Linked DNA regions of Mus musculus: regions 2, 3 and 4 are each linked to region 1. A link is a contact called in public ChIA-PET and HiChIP or PLAC-seq data. All regions are on one chromosome and are shown on one strand. The core of a region is the stretch at or near the end of the contact, and the rest is flanking DNA. Distances in the headings are between cores, read along the strand shown.

Evidence for each region. ChIA-PET counts read pairs in DNA pulled down with a chosen protein or histone mark. HiChIP or PLAC-seq counts read pairs in DNA pulled down with a chosen protein or histone mark.
Region 2: a contact with region 1 is called in an RNA polymerase II ChIA-PET map of memory CD8 T cells, with 5 read pairs. The contact joins two enhancer-like sites. A contact is called at or near these places in 3 of 115 datasets of contacts at active chromatin or transcription factors (astrocytes, large pre-B cells and memory CD8 T cells).
Region 3: an H3K27ac HiChIP or PLAC-seq map of large pre-B cells shows a contact between it and region 1, with 2.6 times the contacts expected there. The contact joins two enhancer-like sites. A contact is called at or near these places in 1 of 115 datasets of contacts at active chromatin or transcription factors (large pre-B cells) and 1 of 9 other capture datasets (embryonic stem cells).
Region 4: a contact with region 1 is called in an H3K27ac HiChIP or PLAC-seq map of DN3 thymocytes, with 10 times the contacts expected there. The contact joins the promoter of Ext1 here to the enhancer-like site in region 1. A contact is called at or near these places in 7 of 39 promoter capture datasets (the 3T3-L1 cell line, the C10 cell line, embryonic stem cells and 3 more), 1 of 15 datasets of contacts at CTCF or cohesin (the NIH/3T3 cell line), 4 of 484 Hi-C or Micro-C datasets (the C2C12 cell line, CD8 T cells, effector CD8 T cells and 1 more), 13 of 115 datasets of contacts at active chromatin or transcription factors (CD8 T cells, DN3 thymocytes, the SCID.adh cell line and 9 more) and 1 of 9 other capture datasets (macrophages).

Annotation. Positions count from the first base shown.
Region 1 is chr15:52,749,654-52,756,930 of GRCm38.p6, forward strand. All of the region lies in intron 3 of Gm41323 (a long non-coding RNA gene), which reads right to left. Among named protein-coding and RNA genes, the nearest start is that of Gm34794, 33 kb to the right of the region's middle. Within about 2 kb of position 3,833, at least 56 of the 459 cell types and tissues checked have an H3K27ac peak or open chromatin away from gene starts, as enhancers often do. A contact at or near this core is called in CD8 T cells, DN3 thymocytes, the SCID.adh cell line and 3 more, where this site is marked.
Region 2 is chr15:53,721,870-53,729,146 of GRCm38.p6, forward strand. The region is part of intron 2 of Samd12 (sterile alpha motif domain containing 12); the gene reads right to left. Among named protein-coding and RNA genes, the nearest start is that of Mir28c, 110 kb to the left of the region's middle. Within about 2 kb of position 2,467, at least 55 of the 459 cell types and tissues checked have an H3K27ac peak or open chromatin away from gene starts, as enhancers often do. A contact at or near this core is called in memory CD8 T cells, where this site is marked.
Region 3 is chr15:53,664,450-53,671,726 of GRCm38.p6, forward strand. All of the region lies in intron 3 of Samd12 (sterile alpha motif domain containing 12), which reads right to left. Among named protein-coding and RNA genes, the nearest start is that of Mir28c, 54 kb to the left of the region's middle. Within about 2 kb of position 4,097, at least 10 of the 459 cell types and tissues checked have an H3K27ac peak or open chromatin away from gene starts, as enhancers often do.
Region 4 is chr15:53,342,856-53,350,132 of GRCm38.p6, forward strand. Ext1 (exostosin glycosyltransferase 1) reads right to left here and starts at 3,328. Exons shown (of 11, transcript NM_010162.2): 1 at 1,547-3,328. The coding sequence starts at 2,508.

The DNA of each region.
Region 1 (7,277 bases), core at 2,583-5,082:
GACATTTTATACATTGATTTATCAGAGAGAAGATATGTTTTTTTCATCTGAGAAACATATTTTCTCATAAGGTAAATTAAAGTTAACAAATACTACCTTGAAATCATTTGGTAGAAGAGCTGAATTCCTTGTGAAAAGGACTTTTTGACCAGATCACAGAATGGAGCATCACCATCTCAAAAGAGAGCTAACATTATCTTCCTTCATATTTCCCACAGAGAGCCTTTGTGCTTTCTTCCTTTCTGTCTATTTTCATCTTTCATAACAATAGCTTTGCTCAAAAAACATCAGACTTTTCACCACGAGAGCATCCAAACATCGACCAAACAAAGCAAAGCATAGATTGAAACTTCACTCTGTGGGGCTTGCTAGGTAGAAATTTGGGGGAACCAGCATAGTTAGCAACGCTCTCACCAACCAAGTTTGTTGACTGTGGTAGCAGAGGTTGTGGTTACTGAAAACAGGAAGTTGCCTTAGGAAGGAAGGTTTTGGGTCTTTCAGTGGGCACACTCTTCACAACTCTATGGATGGCTGGTGTTGGCATACAAGCCATGGGTGCATCTTCAAAGGTGTATGAAGCAGTCTGAATGTCAGCATGAAGGGAATATTTTCTGTGCATCACCAGCACTGAATACAAACTTATTGGCTGAGTGTCTAAGGAAAGGTTACATGAGATTTTCAACATATCATGTATCATGTATGTTTATAGTCTTTACCTTACCTCATCTTTAACAAAATATTATTATGAAGTAGGTTTCACCAAAACTCTCATTTTACAAATGAGGAACCTGAGTCAAATAATTTGCCCTTTGAACTTTCTTAGTGATAAATTATAGAACAGAGATTCACATTCAGGCCACATTTGTTACTGTAAAGCTTTTGTACACAAAGACTGCAGTCTACTCTTGAAGAAGTGCCCCTACTTGACTAGGTACAAAACAGAATTGTCTAGAAAGAAAATATGGAGCCTCTTCCTCAATCAGTTAGCATTATCCTCGTGAAAACTATTTTTCAAGCAACATTTTAGTCCTCAATTTTGTGACATGTCACAATCACAGGGTGTCATTATGTGGCCAATTTTTACTAAATAAAGAGTTCTCAAATCTTAAAGTGTACTGTACTCTAAAGAAAAAGGCAGTCAGAGTAATTGGAGTTAAGTTGTCAATTCTATCCCCTTAAGAATTTCCCAACAAGGAATGGCCAGTTCTCCATCTTGTGGAAAAGGGAGAGAGACCTGAGGGTGTTTTACCTAGCACTTCAGAAGCAGAATTTTAGGCACTTCCTTCCTCTCTGGAATTGGAAAAGATGATGCCTTTCAAAACCTACTTGAAGACAGAGAGGAGTTTGCCAGGGCTATTGTTGTCTTGACAATGGAGGATGATTTTCATAGACAAGTTGATTGCTTTCGAAGCTGCAGAAAAATAAAGACGATTTCAACAACTCCCTGTGACAGTGAGAGCAGCCACTTCTGAAAGGACAGAGTAAGGGAAATAAAGTGGTGGCAGTTTTACCAGTCAGCTGTCCCTCATCTGGGGGGACAATGAGGTTCACAATGCTTTCATATTAGATCAATGTGCACCTTTCCAAGGCTCTGGCAAACTTTGTGCCTGCTGAAGCTCACAAGGACTTGTAGAATGTAGCTAGGAAAGGGGGATAATGAAACCTAAGCCCCAAACCATGTTTGTGCTCTCCAGCAGCACTGAGTGTATGTAGTTAGTGTATATAAGAAGGATGCTTTCTGAGCCATTGAACGATGCTCTAAAAACTTGTCTCCCCGGATATAAAGTGAATACTTCCTTAGAAACTCAGGAAAGTATGGTTGGAATAAAAAGATATGAATGTACGTACACTCATTGGCACATCTATGTAAAGTGATCCAACGCAGCAGTCTCAATGAAACCAGGCACCGTGCTATGTGTGTTAATTTCCTCTAATAGAAGGTTCATCAAATCATCAACCATCTAGCAATCTTCACGTTACTCAAAAGATTTCTATACTTGTAACTTTTGCATTTGGGGTAGAAGCTGAGAAAACTCACTTCAGAGACAGAAGTTTAAAAATGAAAGCTTTATTTTCTGCACATTCGAAAGGGTGCCAGTTTGGAATCTGAACTGACTCCCCAAAGGGAGATTGTACAACAATTTTATGGGATGACAACACAAAGCAAGGGGGAGGAGGGAGGGCTGTTGCCTTGACCAATCATATTTCAACACAAGGCATTAAGCAGGGAAGTTAAAGTTGGTGACTGGGACGTATCCAGGTCTCCAAGTTTCAGGATCCTTGAGTCACCTTTTGCAGTCAGGTCCCTTCCTGGACTCTGACCTAGAATTTATAATGATATAGGAACAAAGGAGTGGGCAAGCAGCACGTGGTCAATTAAGTCAAGACAGGCGATGCATTTATGACTTGTGTGCTTGTAATTTAGACAACAAGATAACAGCAACTTTCATTTTTACATCCTTTCCTGGTTAGCAGAAAAACATGAAACATCTGAAGAAGCAGGATAGTAGTTGGGTTCCAGGACCTGAGAACATGAACTCAGGTTTGACCCTGTCAACAAGGTAGAACTTGTTTCTGAGATGGCTGGACTCAGAAAACTGTCTCCAAACAGTAACTAATAAGCCAAATGGGTGGAGAGCATCATACAGGTGAACTGGTATGATAGAGCATAAAGATCAAATCATTAATTACTCCTCACATTCCTGCGTGGTATTATCCTCAATTATTAGATGAGAAAGTTTAGGGTCAAACAGGCTAAGTAACTTGTATATCAATAAGGTATAAGGCTACCTATAAGATATAAGGGTACCTAACTGTAGGGGATAAAATCACTTAAGGATTCTAGAATTCTAGGTCACAGGGTTAGGTTAAGAGCTCGCCAATAATATTTATATCAAGGACCTTAGCTCTACTCATTCTCCCGCTTATGTCTCCATAGTGTGCTGGCTCTTTGTCTATAGGCTTCTAGTCTCACACACCATGAGGGCTGTAGCAGCCCCAACTATCATTTGTTTATCCATTAGAACTAAAGGGAAGGAAAAAGAGAGTAGAATTTTCTTTTGCTGCAGTTTCTCTTTTTATTAAGAAAGGAATTTTTATCCAAGTCCACCAAAGAAACAAACTATTTGACAGACACAAACCACACCAAAAGCCATGGGAGTGTGGCTGCATGGATGTCTCAGCATTGCTGTTGGAGATTGTCCTGCCAAGAAGGAAGAAGGAATGGAGCAAGTGATGGAAAAAGAAACCAACAACAAACCAGTCAGATCAATGACAGTGAGGTCCAGCTCATGCGCCAGACTTAGCGATTGACAGGGCTGAGTCTTGTATCTTAAAGGAGGTGATTTTAGCTCAAAACCAATGGGGTAGCTATTCTTGTGGTAGTTGTAACCAACAGTTTTTAACTTCAGTACTTTGTTCTTAGAGGAGCTGAGGAGTCACTCTGTGGGTCAAGGGCTGCCTGGAAAGAATGGCTGTGTGTCTGGGAACTGACTCTCTCATCTGGAGTAAAACAGATTTCCCAGTGAGATTTTCTGCCCCACAGTCTAAGTCACCCACTGTCCTTGTTAGGGTTTCCATTGCTGTGAAGAGACACTGTGAGCAAGGAAACGTTCCTAAAGAACAACATTTAATTGGGGCTGGCTTACAGTTGCAGAGGTTCAGTCCATTATCATCATGGTGGGAAGCATGGCAACATCCAGGCAGACATGGTGCTGGAGAAGGAGCTGAGAGTTCTACATCTTGATCTGAAGGCAGGCAGGAGGACACCCTCTTCTACACTGTGTGGAACTTGAGCACAGGAGGAAACCTCAAAGCCCACCTCTACATTGGCACACTTCCTCCAACAAGGCCACACCTCCTCCAACAAGGCCACACTCCTAATACTGCTACTTCCATGACCCAAGCATATTCAAACCATCACAGCCACATAATCTGCAAGTTGACTGCTTGTTTGTTTGTTTGATTGATTGATTGACTGTTTTGTGTTTTGTTCCTGCTTCTAGGCCAAAAAGACCTTCCCTAGCCCACCAGGACTTTCATCACCCAATAGCAGAACATTATTGAGTTGTTCAGATAGATAGAAGGACAGTCTTCTGCTGTCTGACGCTGCCTCCACCTCCTCTCATGCTTGTTGGGTGCAGCTGCATGGTGGTTTATACTGTTAAATTCTGTGGCTTTGACAGCAGATCAAAAAAAAAATGGTAATAGGTCGGCTTATTTTGAGTGCAGTCAGAGGTTATGAGAGGGCAGCCCACAGACCAACACCCTTATCCCCACAGGAAGTACATTAGCAGCGTTGACTCTCAGGCCATACCCTAGAGTGTGCTGAAGAAGAAGATTGCATTTTAACAAGATCTATAAGACTTCCATCTGCAAACTTATCTCATTTACATAAGACAGTTTTCTATCTAATCTCTGGCCCAGCCTAACTATTTAGACCACTATCTGTTTTGTTTGTTTGTTTGTTTGGTTGGTTGGTTTGGGTTGGTTTGGGTTGGTTTGGGTTGGTTTGGTTTTTAGAGGTTTCTCTGTAGTCTTGGAATTGACTATGTAAACCAGGCTGGCCTTGAACTTACAAAAATCTACCTGATTCTGCCTTCCAAGTGCTAGGATTAAAGACTTGTGTCCCCACAGCCTGGCTAAACATGTATTTTAGATTTTTGGGGGGGTGGGGGGGTCATAGATCACTATCCTTAAATTTAGTATAAACTTCCAGTTGGCATATACTTGTTATATATTCCATTATATAGAATTCCTTTATATGCAGTGCTGCCGTAGCCCTGTATTTACACTTCTTTCTAGGCCTGGTTTGTGAGGGCTCCCCTGTGGTGAGCTCTATCAGCTGGCACAGCCTCTCAGGAGCTGATTCTTTATGGTCTTCCTAGATCTTCTTTCAGAGATGCCCCTTAGCAGCATGTGTCAGGCACTGTGGGAAAGCTAACAACATCTCGATAGGAAAATGCTATAGATCAGTGTTGTGTTCCCAGAGAACTAGCATACACAGGTAACCTGTGTAAGTCAGGCATGCTGGATCTTGGCACAGTAACTTTACATAAGTATGCGAAGGCACTGGCATTTTCAATGTACTAATTCTTCATGCAATGGACTGGTTGTTCCTGTTTATTCTCTCCTTGGTCAAAATGCACAGATGATACCACCCGGAAATCTCACTGAAATACTGTATCTACAATGTAATGTTACAAAGAGTAATTGAGCTATCTATTAAAATGTTCTTTTAGGGCTGAGGTTTACCTCCAACGTGATGAAATTTTTCTAGCCTGCCTAAAGCTCTGGGTTTAATCTCCAGAAACTCTTCGCTCTCCCCCCCTCTCCCTCTCCCTCTTGGTCTATCGCTATCACTCTTTCTTGCCTTCTCTCCCTCTTATAAAATGACACCTAGAATTTGTTGTTGTTGTTGTTGTTGTTTTAGGAGTCCTTATTTTAAAACTATTTCCCTGTTACTGTGCAGTTGGTTTTTTAGGATCTCCTCAAACACAGCTGCTGCACTGACTCAGCAGGTAAAGGTCTGCATTGAAAGACTCCTGACTTGTGGTCAGTCCCTTAGACCCATGTGGTAAAAGGACAGGATTAAATCAACCCCTGCAAGCTACTCCTCTGCGTTCTCTCTCTCTCTCTCTCTCTCTCTCTCTCTCTCTCTCTCTCTCTCTCTCTCCCTCCCTCCCTCCCTCCCTCTCTCCCTCCCTCTCCCTCTCACGCACATGCACAGACACATGTGTGCACACGAACTAGGACATGAAACCGTGAGCATAGCATCCCAGCTTTTATCTCAGTTGTATATCATCATTATTAGGAAGCTGAACAGTCAATAGCAGAACATAGTTATGTGGCCCAATTTCCAAATCCTTGGCTTCTCCATCAGCTGCACTGCAAAGCTGCAGGTTGTCAGCTTCCCAGGATAGCTTCTCCAGCTGAAATCAGTAGTGCTCTCTCAAAGCCTGTGGCTCAGGTCTTCTAAGTACATCGTCAGCTTTCAAATAGGTCTGGGAAATTGCATGTCTCCCATTAATAACCCACAAAAGCAATACACAAATAGAATTGCAGAGGGAAATAAGTGGCTTGTTGGATGCCTCTTTGGAGAGGCTGGTGAGTAAGTTATCTCAGCTGTGCTTAACTGGTGGAATTAGATTGGATCAGGTCAACAGGTCCTTGTTGAATTAAAAACCATGGAGATTTCCATTCCAGTGTATATTCTGGGCTTCCGGATAGAAGTGAGAAGTTCTGGCCTCACTGGGCACCCATCTTTGGGTCACTAGTTTGGTGCAGTGTAACAACAAGTGTTTGTAAAGAGGCATGCATTTCTACAATGCAGTCGTTCGGGTTGCTTCTACTTTGGGTTTCTAACTGGCCTTCTCCCTGTGGGTTCCAAGTTGAACCTCTGCTAAGCCTCATTCCCTTCCCTCTCTCCTGAAAGGCAGCATGGTGAGTGTTTATTGTTGTGTTACACACAATTACTTGGGAGGCAGGCCTCTATGCATGCCTCTAGAGAGTTGTTTTGGTTACAGTCATTGCAGTCGGAAGACCTGTCCATCGTGGGTTGGCACCACCCTCTGGCTGATCCCAAATGGTAAAAATGGAGAACAGGAAGTGCGCAGTGTGATGCATTCATCTGTGTTCTTAATTGTGCCTGAGATGGGACCTTCTGCTTCAGGCTTCTGCTGCCTTGACTTCCCACAAGGCTTGATTGTACCTTGAAATGTAAACTAAAATAAACTTTAAGGCCCCTCCCCAAAGAATTTTATTACACTGACAAACTTAAACGTCTTGTAAACTTGACAGCACATAAAAATCCTGGAAATGTGTGCTTGTTACAATCTGGCACAAGCCAATCTCCTACTTCCTAACGATTAAATTCTGCCTGATATCAAGATCAGGTCTACAACAGAACTCATCAAACTTGAACTTGGCCATGAATCTCCTCAGATCCAGATAAAACACAGACTGTATCAGTAGGTCCTGGGTGACCTGGTGCTGTCTGCTAACACACCCTCAGCTGGTACCCATATGCCAGCTCTGTCCTATGGGTAGCAAAGCTGTAAATTTCTCTCCCAAAATTCTGTGCCTAGTGCTATGAGAAACATGAGTTAAGCTGAAGTTCACTCCTTAGATGGGTAGTGTAAAGAAAAGAACAAAGCAACCATATAGTATACTCTATATGTGTGGATTCTAAAACTTGGCCCTGTTCCTTATTCTCGTTTCAATTCTGCATAAACCCAAAGTGACAGTGATAGGAGGATGGTCAGTTAATGGAAGGGAAG
Region 2 (7,277 bases), core at 1,217-3,716, 970 kb after region 1:
TATCACATATATATTTACATTTATGTGTACATACTTTATGCAATATGACTGAAATTACTTTTTCTGATACTAGCAGCTAATGTTTCCAGCCATTAAATTTCAGCAAGTCACATGACCATCCTTACCAATGGAGTATAGTGGAATTCATGCTATATTAGTTCTGAAGTTGGGTCATAAAAGAAACAGCTTCTATCTGGCTTCTACTTAAGTGTTCAACCTGGGAGCTCCATCAGCACACTGTGAGGAAATCCAGACTATGCTATGAGATCATATGTAAGAGTTTCAGTCAATCCTTTCCCTGACATCTGCCATCAAGCATTAATTAATGAACAAACAAACATCAGGAGATTGTAGCCCTAAGTCTCTGAATCTCTGGCTGAGGATCACGGACACCAGAAAGGAAAAGCTTCTCAATGTTCCAAATGGACGTCTTGGCTTATCACTAGGATTTGTGCAAGTTTGAGCTACAACTCTCGTAATGAGATTACAAGGGAGCTTCTCTACCCCTGCACATCCCGAGTGTCCTGCAGCTAACAATATGGATGCTGGCAGGCACAAGCAGAAAAAGCAACTGAATAACGTAATGAACTGAGATGACTTTCATTCAATCAGTGATCTTAGGCATGGCATGTTATTCAGCAGTAGGCTTCCGGTCCATTCCTGCCTGCTTTCCCTGTGGTATCCTGAGCTCACGTGGCTCCTTAATCAAACATGGCTGCTTCTGCCTACTACCCTTCTGCATCCATTTTTCTCCTTCTATTTGAAACCATATGGACTGTTTTCCTCATTCTGATTGGAGAGGAGAACTTTGGGCTTCAAGAACACCAATGAATACATGGGTTTAAAGCTGTTGTTGTTTGGATGCTGATGTTAAATCTTTTTCTTGGCCCACCAAGGCATTCTTTCCTTCACATGATCAAAAACACTAGAATTTGAGAGCTTTTAGACAGAGATGCACTTTGTTGCATGCTTCACAACTCAGCACCTCTGTATCTGGCTCTCCCCTACTCTAAAACTTTCCCCTCAGATTAGCTGAATGAGTTTATAGCTGACACATCATTACCCTGAAACTCCTGCAAGTTTCTTTCAAGTACAGCTAATCAAATTTTTTGAAGACTCCTATAAACCAGTCAGAGAAGACTGTAAATTAGGACAGGGAAGGCAGGAGACGAAGTTGCTTATACATCAATACATTAAACTTCCTTATCTTGAAAGGTCATCCTTTAACTTGCTTATTCCCTAAGGAACAGAGGACTCGAGCCCATCAGCCTAGCTTCAGAGGATAATTTACCCAAATGTGTCAAGTCAACTCAGAATGGATCTTCAACAGCCCTTCATTGGGCTATAATCTTAGCTATATTCTTTATCAGAAACTCGGTGGTTCTAAAGCTAATTAATACCCAAGGAGACCCCTTATTTTTCCTTCACACTATCTTCTATTACAATTAATTGTGAATTTGGTGACGTATGCCTTGAAATAAGTAAACCTGAGCTTAAGATATGTAAACATAAACAAATTAAATGAAGGGTGAGGTTGAGTTTCTCTTACTAAAATACAGTGTCATCTCTCTCTAACCAGTGGTGATCCAAAGTCATGACCCTATTTATCAGCGACACTTACCCATGCCTTTATTATGTTATTAGTCTGCTACACGTTAGCTTTTCAAGATGTAGCATTAAGGAGTCATCATGACAACAATCTCCGTTTTGCTCTAGTTTTTAGATTTACTCTCTCTCCAACTCTTTTCTATAGCACCAAGACGGTCCCCAGTCACATCTCCCTGCAGCAGCATCATTCCTTCTATTTCAACAGCAATCAGGTTTTGAGAGTAAATACCTTAAGCTGTTGCCCTTGAAGAGCCGAACCTTTACTTCTCTGTGTGAATTGGAACAAGCTTAATCTATTACCATGCATGAGATTAGCATATTGCCCTCTGCAGCAAATAGGAACAGAACTGCATGGGTGTTCATCCTTCCCCATCCCCCTTCCCTTTGCCGTCCTGTGTCCACACTCTTCTTTGTATCCATGATCATTTCCTCATTTTTAAAATAGCTGCCATGTCTTCTTTTCCCCTCACAGTAGGAGCCTAAACCAAAGTAATAGTAGTCCAAAGAGCTGAGAGTGGGGGTGGGTGGGTAAGGGGGACTTTTGGTATAGCATTGGAAATGTAAATGAGCTAAATACCTAATAAAAAATGGAAAAAAAAAAAAGAATTTCCTATTTTCTAGGAACAGTAAACTAATAGAAAAAAAGTTCTGCCCAAAGGCAACCATTAAAAAAACATTTACCCCAGTGCTTCTTCTGTATGTTCAGCTCTACCACATCAGTCCTTGGTTTACAACCCCAGAGACAATTTTGGTTTGTTTTGCTGCCCTGAAAAAGGCCTGAGGCAGTTTATTATCTTAACCTCTGTGCATTGTGATACGAAGCAGGATCCCAGACATTTCCTGTCTAAACTAGTTCTGCTCTTTATATCGACAAAATGAAAATGTGTTTCAGACACTTTTACTTTCTCTTTTACAGGAAGACTCTATGCAAGACTCATATCCTCAAGAGAAAGATTGTTTGCAAATGATTATTTTTTTTTGCAAAGGATTCTTATTTGATTTCAATACAATCATTTCAGCTATGTTTTATAGTAATTTATAATGTGTGTTTAGCCTAACAGAGTGTGAACACAGGAAGGCAAAGGGATAGAGGGCAGGACAAGAATGAGACACCCATGCAGGTCCCACTCCTACCTTCTGCAGAGGGCAATGCCCTAATCTCATGTATGGGGATAGATTCAGTCTGCTGTTCCAATTCACACAGAGAATTAAAGGGTCAGCTATTTAAGGGCATCAGCTTATGGTATTTACTCTCAAAACCTGATTGCTGTTGGGATGGAGATATGACTAAGGACCATCTTGTGCTACAGAAGAGAAGGGGAGACAGAGCAAATCTAAAAACTAGAGCAAACTGGGGATTGTTGTCATTATGACTCCTTAATGCTACACTTTGACAAGCTAATATGGAGTAGACTAATAACAATTTCACAATGCAACTTTGGCTACAGATCAGCCAATAAATAGGGTCTTGACTTTTTATCACCATTGATTACCGAGATATGCAACAGTGTATTTGAATAGTAGGAACTCAGCCCCACCCTCTATTTCAGTTTATGTAGTAAATTTCAAGCTTGCCAAGCTAAAGATGAAGCTTTTCTCCTAAGCAGTTAAACAATTAACTGGTTTAAATAAACTTAGTATTGAAGGAACATATTAGAAAGTGCCTTTACAGGCAGATTTCATTTTTTAATTTAGCTACCCTTATCTTTTTGTGCAATACAAATGCTCTCTTAATTTACTTGCTTTTGATTTATAAGAGAACACTGTTACTACTAAGATGTAATTACTGTGTGAAGTCTCTACTGGATGAGTTTGTATGAGGCTTAATTGTTGACTGTGAAAGATCGTAGACCTTAGTTCTTTCCTAACCATTCCTAAGACAAAGTGAGACTCACAAGACAACTACCAGAAAGTGTAGATAGGATATCAGCATCATTCTAAATCAGTTTGGAAACTGTAGGAGCTTCCTTCTTTGACTTTCCTGTAGTGTTCTGTATTACTTACTACTTCTCTATTTCTGTGATAAGACACCAAAAGCAAGGCAGAGGGGAGAGAGAGAGAGAGAGAGAGAGAGAGAGAGAGAGAGAGAGAGAGAGAGAGAGCTTATTTTGGGTTTATAGTTCCAAAGGGTGAGTTTGTGACCATCGTGATAGAAAGCATGGCAGGAAGCAGGCATCACAGCCTTGGATCAGTCACTTACATCTTGTAACATGACCATGGGATACAGAGAGCACACTGGGAATAGTGTGGGCTTCTGGAATATCAAAACCGTTTCTAGTGATACACTTCCTCAAACAAGGACACAGCTCCAAATCTTTCCCAATGATCTTCTCTATCAACAAACAGATGACCAAGGATTCAAAAACCTAAGTCTATAGGGGGCCATTCTTATTCAAACCAACATATAACTTTACTTTAACTCCTGTCCTCTTTAGCTGACTGCTCTTGTGTGATCATACTCAAGATTGCAGAAAAAAGAAAGAAGAGAGGGGGAGAAGGAAACACACATTTATATATAATAAACTGTCAATGCCTGCTTTAGAGACTTTAAATGCTCATTTATTCAGAAAACAGTCTCTAAATATGAAAAAGAAATGTGATAGTTCACAAACACTTAAACTAATTAACTTAAAAACAAAACAAAACAAAAAACCCCACAAATAATGTCCACTTTATCTATCATGGAAAGAAGTGTGTAGAAAATAGTCAATTACTTTAACTGTTATATTCAGTTGCCAGTCTATGAAGTTCACTTATTTTTTTACTAGTATTTTGTGTGCTTGCCTGTGTATGCATGTATGTGTGGATATGTGCATGTGCACACACACATACACACACACATATGTATATATACATACATATATATACATATACATACACACACACACACACATATGAGGTACCCAGAAGACAATATTGACTGCTATTCCTTAGATACTGCCCATCCTGTTATTTGAGACCGGTCATTCACTGGCCAGGAACTTACCAAACGACTCGGATGGTTGGGCAGTGAGCCCAGAGATCCATCTGTTTCTTCCCTCCTGGAGCTGAGATCCTATGTGCTTGCTGCCTAACTTTTGTTTGTTTGTTTGTTTCAGTTTTAAGGATCCAATGCCAGTTCTCATGATTGCAAGTCCATTAGGCACTTTACCATCTGACCCATCTCCCTGACACATGAAGTTCACTTCCTAGGGTCATTCTTGGTTTGTAACAGAATATATTATGAGAGCTCTTACATCACGGGCCTCCCAAAGAGAAGACAGTTCCCTGCCAGAATATTTCCAGGAAGCAAAACAGAGCATATGTCTTCTTGGTTTAAGGAATGCATGCAAGTGAAGTGTTATTTCACCTTCTTTCATCATTAGCCATGTTTAGAACATCACCAGAATGAATTTCTCAACTGTGTAGAACCCCTTTGTGAACAGCCCCTAAGCAGCAGCAATGGGGAGTGACACATGTAACACTTCAATATGTAGTGTGGCTTCGTTAGCTTTTTTAAATGGGCTGGAACACTTTTACTCTCCACTGGCTACAGTAATTTGTTCATATTTCTTTTTATGAAATGGAGGATATTCAGTGTTTTTGCTATCTATCTATCTATCTATCTATCTATCTATCTATCTATCTATCTATCATCTATCTATCTATCTCTAGCTAGCTATATCTGTCTGTATCTCTGTCCTATCTATCTATCTATCTATCTATCTATCTATCTATCTATCTATCTATCTATCTATCTATCTGACAAGCCCAAATCTAGCTCATTATTGAGTCACACCATTGACTTATGCTGAAATTACAGGGAATTTAAACTTTTGAGTCTTCTTCAAATGAACTGAATTCAAACGAGAGCTGTTGTGTCTTGCAGCCACATTTTTCTAAACCCCAATTCAATTTTAAGGTCTCAATCCATCATACCAAACATTCACTAACTATTCCGTTGGCTGTCCTCCCACATTTGTAGCAACCATGAAAATAAAAGCTCTGTGAGGTTCACGATAACTTTGAAGAGAGAAAAAGAGGGTTAAGGACCGAAGGCTATGGGAGCACTGTTCTAGGATACTACCATGTTGGACATTGAAATAAGTTAAAAAGTGAATATAAGGGTGGCCTGAGAGAAATTTTCTGTTTTCCCCCGTTGGAGCTCAGTAGTGACTTTGTTCACCCCTTGGTGCTGCAGACTTACAGGCACAGCAAGACTGTAGGAGTCTGAGGTATCAATTAGTTTCTGTTTAAAACCCAACACAGGAATCCAATTCAATTTCAGAAATCTAAAATAGTGGTCAAAGACCTTGGATATGAGGAATATATTAAAATGTGTGTATGTGCATATGTGTGTGCATGTGTGCTTATACATGACGGTGTGTCTGTATGGGCATGCCTGTGTGAGTGTGAATGTGTGTTTTTGAAAGCATGAGGGACTTCACTTAAGAACTGCCTGCCATTCCCCTAATTGAAGATAATTGCATGCTCCCCACCCCCACCCCCGTCCTCCCTATCACTGCTTTAACTACACTAAACCGGAACAAACATGGATACAGATTCAAGGTTCTTCCTAAGACCCAACAGCTTTCATAAATATCTATACAAAACTACCTATTTATTATTAAAGAATAGGCAACTTCATGCCAAAATTAAAGTTGGACTTCCATTCTCCATCTCACTAATTCTTGGGTTATATCTTCTATCAAAAGGAAAATGGAATTGTGTCACCACTAGATACATTTATTTTCATCTTATACATTACAACTCTCTAGAGATCTAATGAGTTTAGCTTTATTCCATGATATAAGCTGGTGAATGCCAAACGATATTTCTAATCTAATCTTTTTCCACACTATAGAATGCAATATGTAATAGACACTTTGAAGGTCCAGTCCATAAACATCACAGTGAGCTTATCCAAGATGTAGGTCCCATTCTCTCACCCCAAACCATTCCATCTGTTACTCTCAACACATCATCTGATAGAGACACAAGAGATTCTGTTTTGATCAAGATTTCCTCCTCTCGCTGATATTCACCATACAGTCATCTGTTTCTCCTATATTCCACATGAAATCTACTGGGGAAACCTGAGTTCAGGTACATCAAATTCTATCCCTCATATAATTATACTGTCAAGTTTCAATTGCAAGAAGTGCCATGCCATACCCAGCCATTTGTTTCTGAGAGTTCAGTCCACCAATTGAATTCTGTTTTCCATTAGTCTTCATTTTAAACATTTAAATTGGTATATACAAGGCTTCACCCAATTTCCCTACCCAATCTCACAATGTCATTTTGATAATACTCTCTTAATACTTTCTTTTCACACTATGATAGTTGGGATAAGGCCAACAATGCCCTGTTACTTTGCTTCAGATTCTCTTACACATACACAGCTTATTTGCTTACTTCTATAAGCATCTGCTCATATGTTCTTTCTCTGTAAGGGTTCCCATCCCCATCTCTCTGTTTAGAAATCCAACATCTCTCCCTCTTATACTTCCAGTTCATATTACCTCCCTTTACTGCTTCTTTCTCTGCCGCAAGCACATGCTTCATACTTCACACTTCTCTTGTTTTAACTACTGCTTATTACATGACTCATCTTATTGCCTTGCACCTTTCAAAAGGGTTGAAGTCTTTCTCATTCTGTGGAAAATTCCAAACTTTAGAACAATTTC
Region 3 (7,277 bases), core at 2,847-5,346, 920 kb after region 1:
GCATCAACTGGCCAAAATGCAGAGAAACGCTGACCACGAGGTGCTTCCCCAGTTCTTACCCCCACAACAGCCTCTTCATGTAGGCTCGGAGGCTGATGCTTCAAGTGACAGAATGGATAAGGCAGATTGCTTCCTATAATGCAGAGCAGCTCTTTCCTCTAGGCTCAAAGGAGAACATGAACTTCACAGATACTTTAATTTGGCAATTTCTATAACCGCATGAACCAATTTATTTTATCTGTCTGTCAACCTGTACATACACATGTGAGTACCACACACACACACACACACACACACACACACACACATACACTTGTCTGTCTCTAGTTCTGTTTCTCCAGAGAACTGTAATACTGTATAAATTTACCCGTCAGGTTTCCTACGCTGGCACATAATAGGACTTACAAATACATATTTTCAGCACTCTTTTAGTAATGCTAAGGTTGACTTCTTTATCCACATCCTGTTGACTTCCCATTTCCTGGTCTTTAAATTATTGTTTTCTCTGATATAAAGGACTTGATTGGAAACTGTCAAACAAAACCAACATGAGACGCTGGCCATCGTAGGAGGTGACACATGCATTGGTTGGTGATGAGCACATGAACACATGCTGTCAAAAAGAACAGAGAGAACGGGCTGCAGAGCTGACCTTCCCACAGATTGAACGCAGATGAGGGCATGGTGCTGGGTTTAGACAGACAACCCATGACCAGCTCAGTTGAGTAAGGGTCAATGGGCAGAAAGGACAAGCGAAGTAAAGGAACAAGTATATAGATTTCTCTGGTTGCTACACCAAATGACTATGACTATGGGGGCTTAACACAACAGAAATTTAACCCATAGAGATATGGAAATGAGAATCTCAACACGAATTTCCTTGGGCTAAAACCAACATGTTGTAGGGTCACATGCCCTCTAGAAGCTGACAGAGGGCAATATCTGATCTTCAATATTTTAGCTATGCCAGTGTTTCTTTGCTTGTGGCTATATCACTATAATTTTTTGCTGTCATTGATGATATATAAAACCTTTACATGCCGGGCATGGTGGCACACACCTTTAATCCCAGCACTCAGGAGGCAGAGGCAGGTGGATTTCTGAGTTTGAGTCCAGCCTGGTCTACAAAGTGAGGTCCAGGACAGCCAGGGCTATATAGAGAAACCCTGTCTCGAAAAACCAAAAAAAAAAAAAAAAACCAAAAAAAAAAAAACAAAAACAAAAAACCTTTACTTCTCCTTGGATGACATATGTGGTAGTACCACCTGCATGGGCAGGGATAATTGGCTCACATAGAAATCTTTACTCATAGCTGCAAAGACTTTGGCTTAGACGATAAAGACAAGTGCCAAGTATTAGGAACTGCTGTCTTTGCAGGTCTCCATTCAGACAACTAAAACTTAAAGGAAATCTAGATCCTTCTGCATATGGCACAGGATTCCATGTTCACATAGCTTAGTGAAAGTGGCTTCAGGCAAAGACTTAGGTCTGGGTGTGTCTCTGATTGTCACGTCCCACTTGATCCTTGGTATCCATCCACTTCATAGACAATTATGCCAGATACCACCGCAGGTTTTAAAGATAACTATTCCATGCTGTAGTTGAATTTGGAAGTGTCAGGGTGGGCTGTCGGTATGGCCTCGCCTTTGTTTCTATAGTGGTTTCTCGCTGTCACTTTTCCTGGGAGATGGATTGAATTATAGGGTAGCTTTTCTTCTGCATGATTCTCCAGCTAGTCTCCAACAAATGGTCAGTGTGTATTGAGTTAGTTTAAGTAGAATTAGTTCAAATCCACTCTCAGGAAAGGATTATCCTATGTTATGTCCTAACCAGCTGTCCCTGGGTCTAACCTCAGCTCCATTCAGTGTGAACACCAGTGTGGTGACCATATAATCAGCATTCTTTAGACAAACCAGGTGTCCATAACTTCAAAGTGGGAATTTTTAGAGCCAAGAAACAAAGAGAAAGTAGAAAATAATAAAATCATGGGGTTATGAGCTAAAACATAGAGATTAATACCTAGGAAAGCATTATCTGAGCCTTAGCTTCCTTCGTTTCAAAAACGAGATGGAAAAGCACATTACTCCCTAGACTGCAGCAGTAGAATGGAATTAGACATATGTGCATCCTCAGTAACTCGGAACCGCTGGCATGATGCAAATCCAGTGTCACAGATGCTTTGCTGGCTGCTATCTCATCACACTCAAGGGACTGCTCCTTCTCATGTGACTGAGATAACAATAGCAAACATTTGCTATGTGTTAAATGCCATCCTAAGAGCTTTACATAGATTATCTCGTTTTTTAATGATTCCGTGAAAGCACATGTTCATCTATGGCTGATTAAGAGCTATGCAACACCTAAAAGCTCTATGTCTTATTAATAAGCTGTAGATATGAGAAAGGCCAGGCTGTCAGCATCCCCTAACTGACTGCTTCTCACATCCTTCCTGTGGTAGATTGAATAAGAACTAACTGAACCTCACATCCTCCCTGCGGTGGATTGAATAAGAATACCATCTCCCCCTACTCACAAGGCTCTGGCATTTGAATATGTGGTCCCCAGTTGGTGACACAATTTGGGGAATTTTAAAAGGTATAGCCTTGCTGGAGGAAATATGCCCATCGGAGGTGGGTTTTGAGGTTTCACACCCAAACACTACTCCCAGTTTACAATCTATGTTTCTTGCTTGGGGTACAAAGATGGAGGTTCTCAGATGGTTCTCCCTTTATACCTGCCTGCGTCACTCTTCTCTGACATGATAGTGAAGAACTCTTTTTTTCCTCTGGAATGGTAATTCTCAAACATACTCTTTTTTCTATAAGTTGCTTTGACCATAGTATTTTGTCACAAAACCAACAAAGAACCCAATACATTCGCCAAACCTATTTCTGCACGTTCTTGCACAGGGACAAAGTTTGCTGAGTTGGAGGGTCTGTGAATGGTCACTATCACTGGGGGGTGGGGGTGGGGTAGAAGAAGGGGGATCATGAACGGATCATGAACACACCACCACCATGAAATAGAGAGTGGGGGGTTGGGTGAGCTTTGACAGCTGCTATTCAACAGATTCATCTACTCGTTTCTCAAAGACTATAAGCATATCACAGATTGAACTTCTACAAAGAACTAGGAACACAGTGCTCGCCTACAGTGAACTAGGATGACAGTGAAAAACATCAATTTCACCCGAGTGACTGGTTCTTTGTGATCCCATATAAGTGGCACCTAAGGGTAATTCAGTGGACTTTGAGCAAAATAAAGTGACTAAGTCATTAAGTCGGACAGAAGAGAAGTCAAGGCACAGGAAATGGGCTCTTAGAGCCAGAAAGGAGTTCCTAGAAACTCTGCATTGCTGAGAATGTGGGGTAAGGAAGGAAGGCAGGCACATGTGGGTCTTCTGTGCCTCTCAGGTAGATCTTAAGCTCAGCCTTCCCCCTCTCACAGTAAAAGAGAGCATAATGGTAGAAGAAATGATATTTGTGCAGCCAAGCCCCACTCAAGATTAGCCCCTCCTTTGTTTTTGTCTATATGGCCTCCTTATCTTTGCTCTTCCATATTTTGGGAACTCCTCTTTTTCCTTTGAGGAAACTTCTGATGATTAAAAACGAATTCCCCTGTAGTATTTTTCAGCTCTCAAGAAAAATATCACTTTCTTACTTATTGTGATTATTTTTTATTTCCCATTTTCCTCACACAACTTGCCGCATGGCAATCTCTGCGAATATGGGCCTCCCCTGATGTTCTCGGGTCCCTAACGGGATTGTGACTCTATTCTGGAACTAAATAAATGTTTGTTAAATTAATGTTGTGTGGATGTGACCCAGACAGTGCAAATACATAAGTTCGTTACTGGAATAGGCCTGGTTGCTAAGAGGAAAGTTCTCTTTCCTTCTTGGACCATCTCCCAAGGTATAATATAATACTAGATTTTCTGTTAGTGGCTGCCTCTGTTGTCATATGCAGAGAATTGGCTGGGGAATTAAGTCAACAGTGAGCAAAGCTGAGAAAGTAGAAGGGAAATATGAGAGGAGAGGAAGCGGGTGGAGGAGGGAGGAAGACAGTGTTATTTGATTTCCTGAATGCAGCCTTGCCTGAGGTCAGACACCCTGAGTTTCTCAGTTACAAAAGTCAATATATGATGAGAGAGGAAGCTGGGCTGGCTTAATGGTGAGTGGCAGATGCTACTTCATGTGTCACTGTCAGCGAAACTGTCAGCTAAGTCACTGATTCCGTGATTCCATCTTAAGGAATGATGTCTAGTATAGGGGAGTAAAAAATGATGGGGCTTTGATGTTTTATACAAGTGAGTCACTGGAAAATATTGGCATTTTAATTATTATTCCTTAGAAAGTATGTGAAGTTCACCTTAAATTTGAACATATACTTCTACCTGCTTTACACGCCCTGTCCTCCTCATCCAATTACTCCAGAGGTCACAAACTCAAATGCGTTGATTGTCAGGATAATGCAATTGTGTGAGGAGAACTGCTCAAAGGGACCATTGAAATTAGTTGGGCTGCACAGTTGGATTTTTTTTTCTCCTGAAACAGGCCATTTTAATCCTTTTTTTTTTTTTTTTTTTTTTTTTTTTTTGCTCTGCAAAAGTACAGTTAGAATATGGGTCAACTGGTGCCTCTGCTTCTATTTTAAATTTTGAATAACTGAAAATTCACAAGTTTTATGAAGTCCAACCATTTAAAATTTACCCATGTTTTCCACACTAGCGGAGTCAAACAAATCATGTATATGGGTCACATTTGGCTCAGAGTTGAAACTTTCAATAGCTGACTCTCCATCCCTGTTCTCTTGACATGCCCTTCCTTCTTTCAATGGAAAATAATTCTAGTGGCTTTGCCACTAAGGGACAAAACTAACTGTAGGGATAGGGCTGAGTGCTACTACAGCCTATGAAGACCGTTACAAATTAACAGTTCACCATAACCAAGAGTAGTTAAGGGCCTTTAGGATTTTAAAAATTAATTAAGTCTCTCATATATTACATCCCGCCCATAGTTTTCTGTCTCTACCTCTGTCTCCCACCTCCTCTACCTCCCATTCCTTCTGCCCCATCCATTCTTTCTCTGTTTCCTTTCAAAGCAGGTTAGTCCTCCCAGGGATTTCAATCATCTTTTGGGTCCCTTGTTCTCCTACAAGGTTGCCTTGTCTAGCCTTAATAAGAGGGGGTGTCACTAATCTTTTTGTAATTAGATATGCTGTGTTTAGTAGGATTTTTCAAAATACCTTAACAATATTCATGTTAACCCCACAGCCCAATGTCCCTGATTTCTTTAAGGTGACAACAAATCCCTCAGCACAAGCAAGGTCTCAAAGATCAGCCAACCCATTACCTCATTTCCTGGCAAGAAGGCAAGACGAATATGTCTCCTCTCACTTCTAACAGAGCATAGCCCACTGCCTAGCCTGGCCCTTCACAGAGTGAGACACAGAGTGATTGGCAGTTAATTGCATGTCTTTCTTTGGGCTGAGGAAGAGAAGGGTTAATGGAAAATTGCACTGTGGTTACTGTAAGTAATTTGCTGGACTGATGGGAACTGAACATTGATTTTTTTAACCAGTCTTCAGTGGAAAGCCTGTTTTAGACAGTACAGTTTTTGGCTGACTATATTCAGGAGCTGATGATGTTAATAGGAGGGAATTGGAAATGTATTAATTCTCATCTAAAATATCAATTCAGAAAGAAACTACTTATGGTACCTTTTAAACTGAGTAAAAACACAGTCCTGCTATTTTTAGCCTCTTGGAAAGTTGAATATTTTTATTTTGCGAATTGCAGACCCAGTTACCAAATCCTCTCCAAAAATTAATTTTTAAAAATTCCTTAAAATATTATTTTGGGGAGTTTGTTTTAGTCTCTGAGAAGACTCAGTAATAACTTCTCTTGGACCTCAGAGCATTTTTCTTTTAAAGCAAGGAAGTCTCATACCAACCTAATGGAGGTTATAGCTGAAGATTCATGGTGCAATAAATAGCCTTCAAGGCCTTTCTGCTTTTGATGGGTAAACCAAACCCTGCGGTACATTTGCTGTTATTTGTCAGCATTCATCTGCATTGTTGTGGGATTCTTTGTTGATGGAGTGTCACCGGGTGAGTGATGTCTTGCACACTTGGCATGTTTTAAAATTAATTACCAAGAAGCGTGTGGGAAACCTATCGCCTCCTGCTTTATGTTCTACTCACAGTTATGGCTGCAATAGACAAACACATAGCTTTTTTTTATACTAAAAAGACAAGGTGCAGGGCATGTTGGTTTCAATGCATGAATTAACGTGAAATGGTACCATGGCCAAAGTCACATTTAAATCCTGGTTGTAAGCTAACTTTGACTTCATTTTAAAATGGAGAGATTTATTTTATTTTGTTTGCTCATGTTTGTGTGTGTGCAGGTGTACATGTGTGTGCTGGGGTTAATAGAATGTATGCACATACATGCCAATGTCAGAGCACAGCCTCAATCTTCCCTCAGGTGATGGTCACTCCATAGTATAAGGGGAGCTGGGTAAGTAACACCAAAACTATGCCAGACATCTACACAAAGGGACGCTGACGGAGCCCTGGAAACCATTCACAAGAAGCAAGACTGAATCTACGTTTTTAACATGTAAAATATCGAAAAGACATCATGATATGTATAGAGCCATTAACCTTTGGGGCTGGGTACTTCTGTGACTTGAAGTGTGGCTGTCTTGTGTAGTTTAGGATGCTCTCAGACAAAAATCTCTGGCTTTTTATCTAATAATATCTTCCCATCTGTACTAATTTAAAAAATGTCTCTTAATTCTTAGCAAGTGTCTCTTGGAGGACAAAGTTGCCTTTGGCGAGGTACCACTGACCCAGGTGTTTGCTCTGCTCTTAACCAACTGCTTCTTAAAATGCCAATCCAAAAGGCAGATATCCTCAGAATGCAGTCACAGTACTTGAGTAGACAGGGAGCCAACCCATCACAGAACTCAGTTAGAGACTTTTAACCACTTATACATGGTACCATGCCAGGGCAGATTCTTAACCTCTGTTTTAAAGGAGAGGGAAATGATGTTACTGGAGATACACACAGCTGAAAAAGAAAGTGTATGGGGCTGGGGAGATGGCTTGGTGGTTAAGAGCAATGAATGCTCTTCCAGAGGTGCTGAGTTCAATTCCCAGCAACTACAAGGTGGCTCACAACCATGTGTAATGGGATCTGATGCCGTCTTCTGCTGTGTCTGAAGATAGTGACAGTGTACTCATATACATAAAATAAATAAATAAATCTCTAA
Region 4 (7,277 bases), core at 2,078-4,577, 590 kb after region 1:
CAGAATCTATCAAAGTATATTGTCCTTTCAACAAAGCAGTTTCTTTCTGACCACAGTTAAAGAGTATTTTTACTCTGTCACAACAACACTCAACATTCACGCAGAACTTCCGTGTGTAAGAGGAAAGGAACGATGGATTCACAATTGATCCTGGCCTCAGGCTTTTCCCAGGATTGAAACGGAAAACGTCCAAGGGGCTCAGAAGCAGAAGCCCCAGGCTTGATATTTCCTCTCCCTTCTATGATCAAGTCGGGGAGGACTTTACTATCCCATCCAATCACTCCCACCAAGACCAGAGAGTCTGAGGGAATCCATGGACAATAAATAATCACACCTTTCATTTCAGGGCCCGGTTACCCCCACCCCCACCCCTTCCTGATCCAACCCCATCTGGAAGCCTTTTCCCCTATTCTGCATTTCATGAATCAATTGCACAATCTGCCAACCTCTGCCAGTTCCTCTTGTACTCAGCTGAGAGGTTTCTCCTTCCTTCCCTGGGTAGCTAGCACAAGGCTGCTCTGGTTTTTAACTGGCGTAAAGTGGAAATGCACCATAGGCGCTCACTCTTTCCCAGCCGGACACAAGTGAGTCTGGGGCACTGACCTCAGCTATCAGGAAGCTGACCGATGGACCCACAGGCCAGCCTCGGTTTCAAGCAGATTTGTGGATTCTAACTTTGACCTGAAATCCTGTGTGTCAGCGACTGTGAAAGACGAGGAAAAGGAAGACTGAAAGGGGCTACAAAGTAACCAACTCAGTTACTTAGCAACTAAACAAAACTCTCCCCTCCACAGAGGCTAAGGAGGCATCTCAAGCCCATTCAAAGAGTAACAGTCCACATTTATATGCAAATAGATAAAGACAAAGAAGAAAGGGAAATCTAAATTAGTAAGGGTAGTTCACTGCAGTGGGCCTGAGGCCCAGATTTTAAAGTTTCCCCAAGAAAGAGAGGGCTTATAGGAATGAATGAATGAATGAATGACCCTAACCAGCTTACACTCTACCCTTCATAAACATCAGTGCTGTAGAGGAAGTAAGAGGCAGTCACAAGTTGGGAAGGTAAAAATGAAAATATTCTAGGAATCAAGAATCTAAAGCTTAGGGGGGAAGGTGCAAATTTAAGCCTAGCCAACTGCACAGAGAACAGGTACCCATGTTCTTGAGAGAAACAGACAAAGCCCAGGGGTCAGAGTCTGTGGACTTGCGTAGAACATGTGTCTCTCTGAGTCGTCACAAATACCCTTTAGTACCCTTTCCAAAACTTGGATCCGAGCCCCCATAATGCGCCAAAGACACATGGGTCCTGAATGGTTTTCAAAGTATCAGGAAGATTCCCTTCTTCACCAACTTGACTGGAGAGAGTACTCTTGTCGAGTTTGCCTGAGAAGCCCAAGCTCACCCCACACACTTGAACCCAGCCGCTGGATCCCAAGGAAGCAACAGAACTGAGGGCTTCTGTCTCCACCCCGCATCCCCCACCCTCCCACCTGGACTCAGGTATCCAGGGCCCAGGGCCGAGCCTCGAAGGGAGGCAGCCCTTACTCACTTCTCATACTCGGTGTTGTCTCTGTCACAGCGAGAATCCTTGTGCTTTTGCCAGTCTTTGCCATGCTTGCAGGTGGTGAGGAGCAAGACGTCCTCCCCGTTATGGACGTGATATAAGGCATTCCTGGTGTCTGACCCTATCCCTGTCAGGTACCGCTTCCCCTTGAATACCAGCATGTACTTCCTGAGAGGAGGGATGGTGTTAAATTTCAAAAACCCCCTCTCCCCTCCTGTCCTGGGATGATCCTTAGAAAAGAGGGGAATAGAAACATCAAAGTTTGGTCGGAAGTTTTCAGTACTGATGCTGGCTTTGGCCAGCATCGCCTGGCCGATGTCAAACCCCACGTCCTCAGTGTAGTCAGGCCAAGTGCCAGAATATAAATTAAAAATTAAATGATTCCTACCATTGTTCCACAAGTGGAGACTCTGCACTTTGGATCTCAAATTGTGCACATACTGAGGTGATAACTGGTCTCTGTCTAAAGTATCCAGACTCAAGACAAAGAGGCACGCCTGGCTGGGGTCCGAGGTGTAGAACCTGGAGCCCTCGATGGCCGCTAGAATGTTTTGGTAACTTTCGGCGATTTTCTCCCCTTTCTGCTGCGGGTACACGTAGACTTTGAAGCCGTTTTTCTTGCAAAGGGTGAAATCGAAGCAGGACTCCATGCGGCACTTCTTGCCTTTGTAGATGCTCGAGTTGGCGTCTCGCTTCTGCCGGGGGGAAATGTGCACGCTGGAATCCTCGTTTTCCAATTGATCCCAAGGAAAGAAAGGGCGCAGAGCGTCCGGGAAGCGGGGCCAGAAATGATCCGGACTGGGCTGGTGCAAGCCATTCCGACCACTGTGCTCTTCTCTCCGGCTGTGGCTCCTCGATGCCCTAAACTGCACGCCTCCAAAATAAAACAAAAGGGCGAGACAAGAGCCAGCTGAGAGCAGGATGAAATAGCGTTTTTTGGCCTGCATGTGTCCTGCCTGGGTCAAGAGGATTGTAAATAAACACAAGAATCACCCAAGTTTCCCAATCAACACTTTCAGCTCCAGTCCGCCATCTTCCCGCCTGTAAAGACTTCAAACTCTCCGCTCCCACCTTCTCTGGATGCCTTTCCCCAAGCCGTGGACTGATCCAGCGCATGTGGGCGATTTCTTTAACTTTCTCCCCTTCGGTCTTTCATCTTTGGGCTGCACAATGCACGGGAGAGAGCCGGGCAGAAGATCTCGCACCCAGGGCGGGCGAACAGCGGACTGTAATTTTCTTGCATGCAACAAGACGGAGGAAAAGAAAGAGAGCAGGGAAGAAAAAGCTCCCGATACCCAATCAATGGCAAGACGAAGTGACTGCCTCTCCGCTCGGATTCCTCTCGGCGGCGTGGAGAACGAGCCCGGGGAAAGCAACTTCAACTCATCCACACTCCGGTGCAGAGCACTACGGTTCCAACAAGTCAATCCGCCCCGGCTTCAGCCGGCTAGTGCATCTTGCAGCTGGGGCGCCGTAACCTCACAAATCCCTGCATGTCTCTTTATTCCCTTCTGCAGCGGCTCCCACACTCCGCCGGTGTTTACTCCTGCGCTCACGGGGCCGGCTCCCCGGGCGCGCGGCGGCCCGGCCGGCGGCACGAGGCGGCGCGGGGCGGCGGCGGCGGCGCGTCCTCCCCGCGGGCAGTGCCGGCCCCGAGCGGTGCTTCGCAGGCCCCGCGCTATCACTGCCGACCGCCGCGTTCGGTCGCCGAATGTTACCCGGTTCTGAATGTTACACTTACACATTCCATTCCCGACACGACAGCGCTGACCTCATCCATCCACGCAGCCCGCGCTGCCATTGGCCGGGCGTCACGTCCGGGTGGGGCGGGGCTTCCGCTGCGCCCATTCATAACCCCCGGCGGCCGGCAGAGGCGCCGGCGCGGCGCGGCGCGGCGCGGGCGCGGGGACCCAGGAGCGCACGGGCGGCGGGCGGAGCGCTAGCCGGCCGGGCGTCGCCCACCGCCGGCCTTCTGCACGCCGGGCCGGGAATGCAACCCGGACCAGACGGGCCCCAGAGGCGCGGGAGGAAGTGTGGGGACGTGGCCAGCAGCCCGCTGCTCGGGATGCCCCGGGTCTCCACGAGCCGGGAACGCCTCCCCGCCGGGAGGCTGAGAGGACCGGTTCCTGGAGAAGGATGCCTTGAAAATGGAGAAGCGAGGGGAAGGGGGGTGGGGACTTCATGGAAAGCGAGCGCAGGTCGGGATGTCTCTCCCCCCACACTTGGACCCGCTGAGGACCAATTTTTTGGTGGGTCTTGTTTTTAACGTTTAAGTGGTCTTTCTAATTCCCCTATGTAATCCACCTATTTTTCTGTCTTCCTCGCCGAGACACCCTAATCCTCAACAATAAGGAGGAATTGTCACAGTCCGATGGATCTGTGGCTGAGTGTGAGAAGACACCTCCTAAAGCCATCTGATCTGCGTGCCCTCTCTTCCATTCCCGAATCCCTCCCACCTGTTCTATTCACTGATATTGGGCCGGGAGGGATCTAATGGCTGAAAAGAAAGCCATTTCATTTTGCCCCCATCGGTGTTGTTATTCTTCCTGAGGTGGTATTTTTAAGATGTCACCTGGCCCTAGCTGTAGAAGGGAACCTTTGAAGCAAAAAAAAAAAAAAAAAAAAAAATGTATTTACAATAAATGTGCCACGGTTCCTTCAATTGACCTTCCTTCTGTCGACTCCCCTGCCCCAAGCCCCTGTCATTCTGAGTGAACTTAATTGGATGATTCTGAAAGGAACCTCCAGGACCTCCAAGCTGTGCTAGACTCCCAAGCATTACCTGGCCTCACAGCCTGAATTCTGGCTTAGAACACTTACCCACCCTAGCCTCAGAGCCTGGCCAAGCTGGACAAGCAGTTGCCTAGGGCAGCAAGCTGTTTAGTGATTGTTTATTGTGGGAGTGAGTGAGCTGGGAGCAGACACATCCCTACCTCCCTCGGGCTACTGAAAACCCCAGCCGGTTGTGTACCCATGGTATGGTTATAATAAGGCAGAGTGGAAAGTTTTCAACCTTTGTTGTTTCAGATTTGTTTGAATAAAGAAGGGAAGAGATATTGGGTGGGATATTTTGGTACATTCTGAAACCTCTGCCCATTTTGAACCTGCCAAAGATGAAGTAGGTTTTCATGATTTACTTTGTCCCCACCACAGGATTTAGAGAGGCCTGAAACAAGAGTAAGGGTTCAGTCATTTTCCGAGCAGGATGAAAACGGTTCAGGTAAAGGTAGAGATTAGAGCCACAAGTGACCCCAGGTCTCAGGGGGATTGCAATGAACAGTCTTCAAGACAGAGCTCTTTGTGTTGAGATCTGGCTGTCAAACAACCTGCACCCTGTAGAAGATAGGACTCTTCTTATCCTGCATTGGCAAAGTCTCTTGCTTTTCTTGTCTAACTGTGGTTCCCTCAGCTCACAGCACATCTTTGCATTCAGTTCATTAGTGGTTGATGTTGTAGGAGAAAAATGGTACTGAAAGTGAGGGGAAACACGTTCAGCCCGTGTTTCTGCAATTGAACCTTAGGAATAATGATCTCGGCTTACTCTCAGCTTCTCATTGATGAAGTGATGTTTTAGAGTAATGTTTTTTGTTTTTGTTTTTTTAATCAGCCAGTCTCAGTTTGTAATGTAATCCATTAACACTCCTACCCTATTTTTTCACTAGATCTACTCACCTATTATATCTTTATTTAATATTTATTTAATGTGTAGCGATGTTTTGCCTGGATATATGTACGTGCACCACCTATAAGCCTGATACTCATGGAAGTCAGAGCAGGATGTCAGATCTGGAACTGGAGTTGTGAATGGGTGGGGACCATCCTGCTGGGGTTGGAAATTGAACTCTGGACTTCTTCAAAAGCAACAAGTGCTCTTAGCTGCTGGACATTTCTCCAGCCTTAGTTTCGTTCCTTTTCTTTTCTTTTTCCTGTTTAATCAGAATGAATAGTCTTAGTATTTTAAGATTTATTTTTAAGTGTGTGTGTGTGTGTGTGTGTGTGTGAATGCAGGTAACTGTGAAGGCTAGAGGCATCTGATCCTCTTAGAGCTACAGTGTTAAGTGGCTGTGAGCCACACAATTTACATGCTAAGTATTGAATGTCTACTCCTCTCCCAGAACATTGTCTGCTCTTAACCACTGAGCTAGGTCCCCAACCTTACTCTTCTGTTTTAATCCTTAGGGCCTGGGGTGGTTCCTGGATTTAGGTAGAATTCAAATACTGAATTGAATGAATTAATGAATGAGTGATTAAAATTTGACTTAAGGTTCCAAGGGAAGGTCTCTTAAGGACAGACAACAAAAGCAAAAGTAATTGACTCATCTAAGAAAACATCCAGCACAGCAAAGATGAGAATCAACAGGATGAAAAGGCAGCATAGGGAAGGAGAACAGAGCTTCAGACTATATATCAAAAGGAGGTTAATATCTAAAATATACAAGGGCTTTATTAAACTCAATAGCAAAAATAAAAAATGGGCGAAGGATTTAAATAGACATTTTCACAAAGAAGGCATACACGTGCCCCATGGGTATATTTAAAAGTTTCAGCATTACTAATCATCACAGAAATGCAAAGTAAAGCCCCAAGAAGATGCCCACTCAATACCTACTAGAATGGCTATGTCAAGAACACACGAAGTAGCAAGTTTTGAAAGGGGCATAAAGAAAAGGGAACTCACTTTTCACTGGTGTACTTTAGTAAACAGTATAAAGGCTTCCTCAAACCATTAAAAGTAAAAGAAACGATGTCACATAATCCAAAAATACCAGTCCTTGACTTGGTATTAAAGCCAAACGCACTGAGATTACTAGATCATAGAGGTGTTGGTGTTGCTATTTTCATTGTGGCATTTTCCACAATAGTCAAAACATAAAGACAATGTAGGCTTCTGTTCATTGATGAATGGATCAAAAATGTGCATATGAAATAGAACATTACTTAGCCATAAGAGGAAGGGAAATTTCAATTTGCAACAATGTATATAAATTTGATAACCAATATACAAAATGAAGTAAGCCAGAAAATGAAATACAAATACTTCATGATCTGGCCTATATATTGGATCAAAAAACCTTGAGCTCAGGCTACAGGTGAGTGGTAGAGCATTGGCCCAGAATGCAAAATGTTCAATTATTTGTATCCTCAAAACAAAATAAGTTACAACCTCAATTTAAACATATGTATATGTATACACACATATATTACACATATATATTACATGCATAACAACAATTAATGAAAAAGAAGCCATGAAATCAAAGGAGAGCAAGCAGGTATATGGGAGGGAGCAAAAGGAAGGGGAAATGATTTAATTACATTCTCAAAAAATAAAGAAAACATTAAAATGTATTTGAACTCAAAAATGAAGGGAGTAGAAAAGAGTTTGACAGGACTAAGGTGAAAATGGAGAGATATTGATTGAATACATGAACTTGCAGCAATACGCTAAATAAGTGTTGGGCTCTCGGCACAGTGACTATAGTTAACAACACTGTATTGTCCAAAATAGCAGTATGCATTTGTAATTCCAGCTCTGTAGAAATGCAGGCAGGGTGGTCAGTAGTACAAGGCCATCCTTTGGTATATAATGAGTTTATGGCCAGCCTGTACTACAGGAAACCCTGTCTTTAAATAAAGACAAGAGAAAATGAGAAAAAAAATAGCATCGACTGGGTTATATATAGATCATCCTCTATTTGTGATAGGATCGGGGACC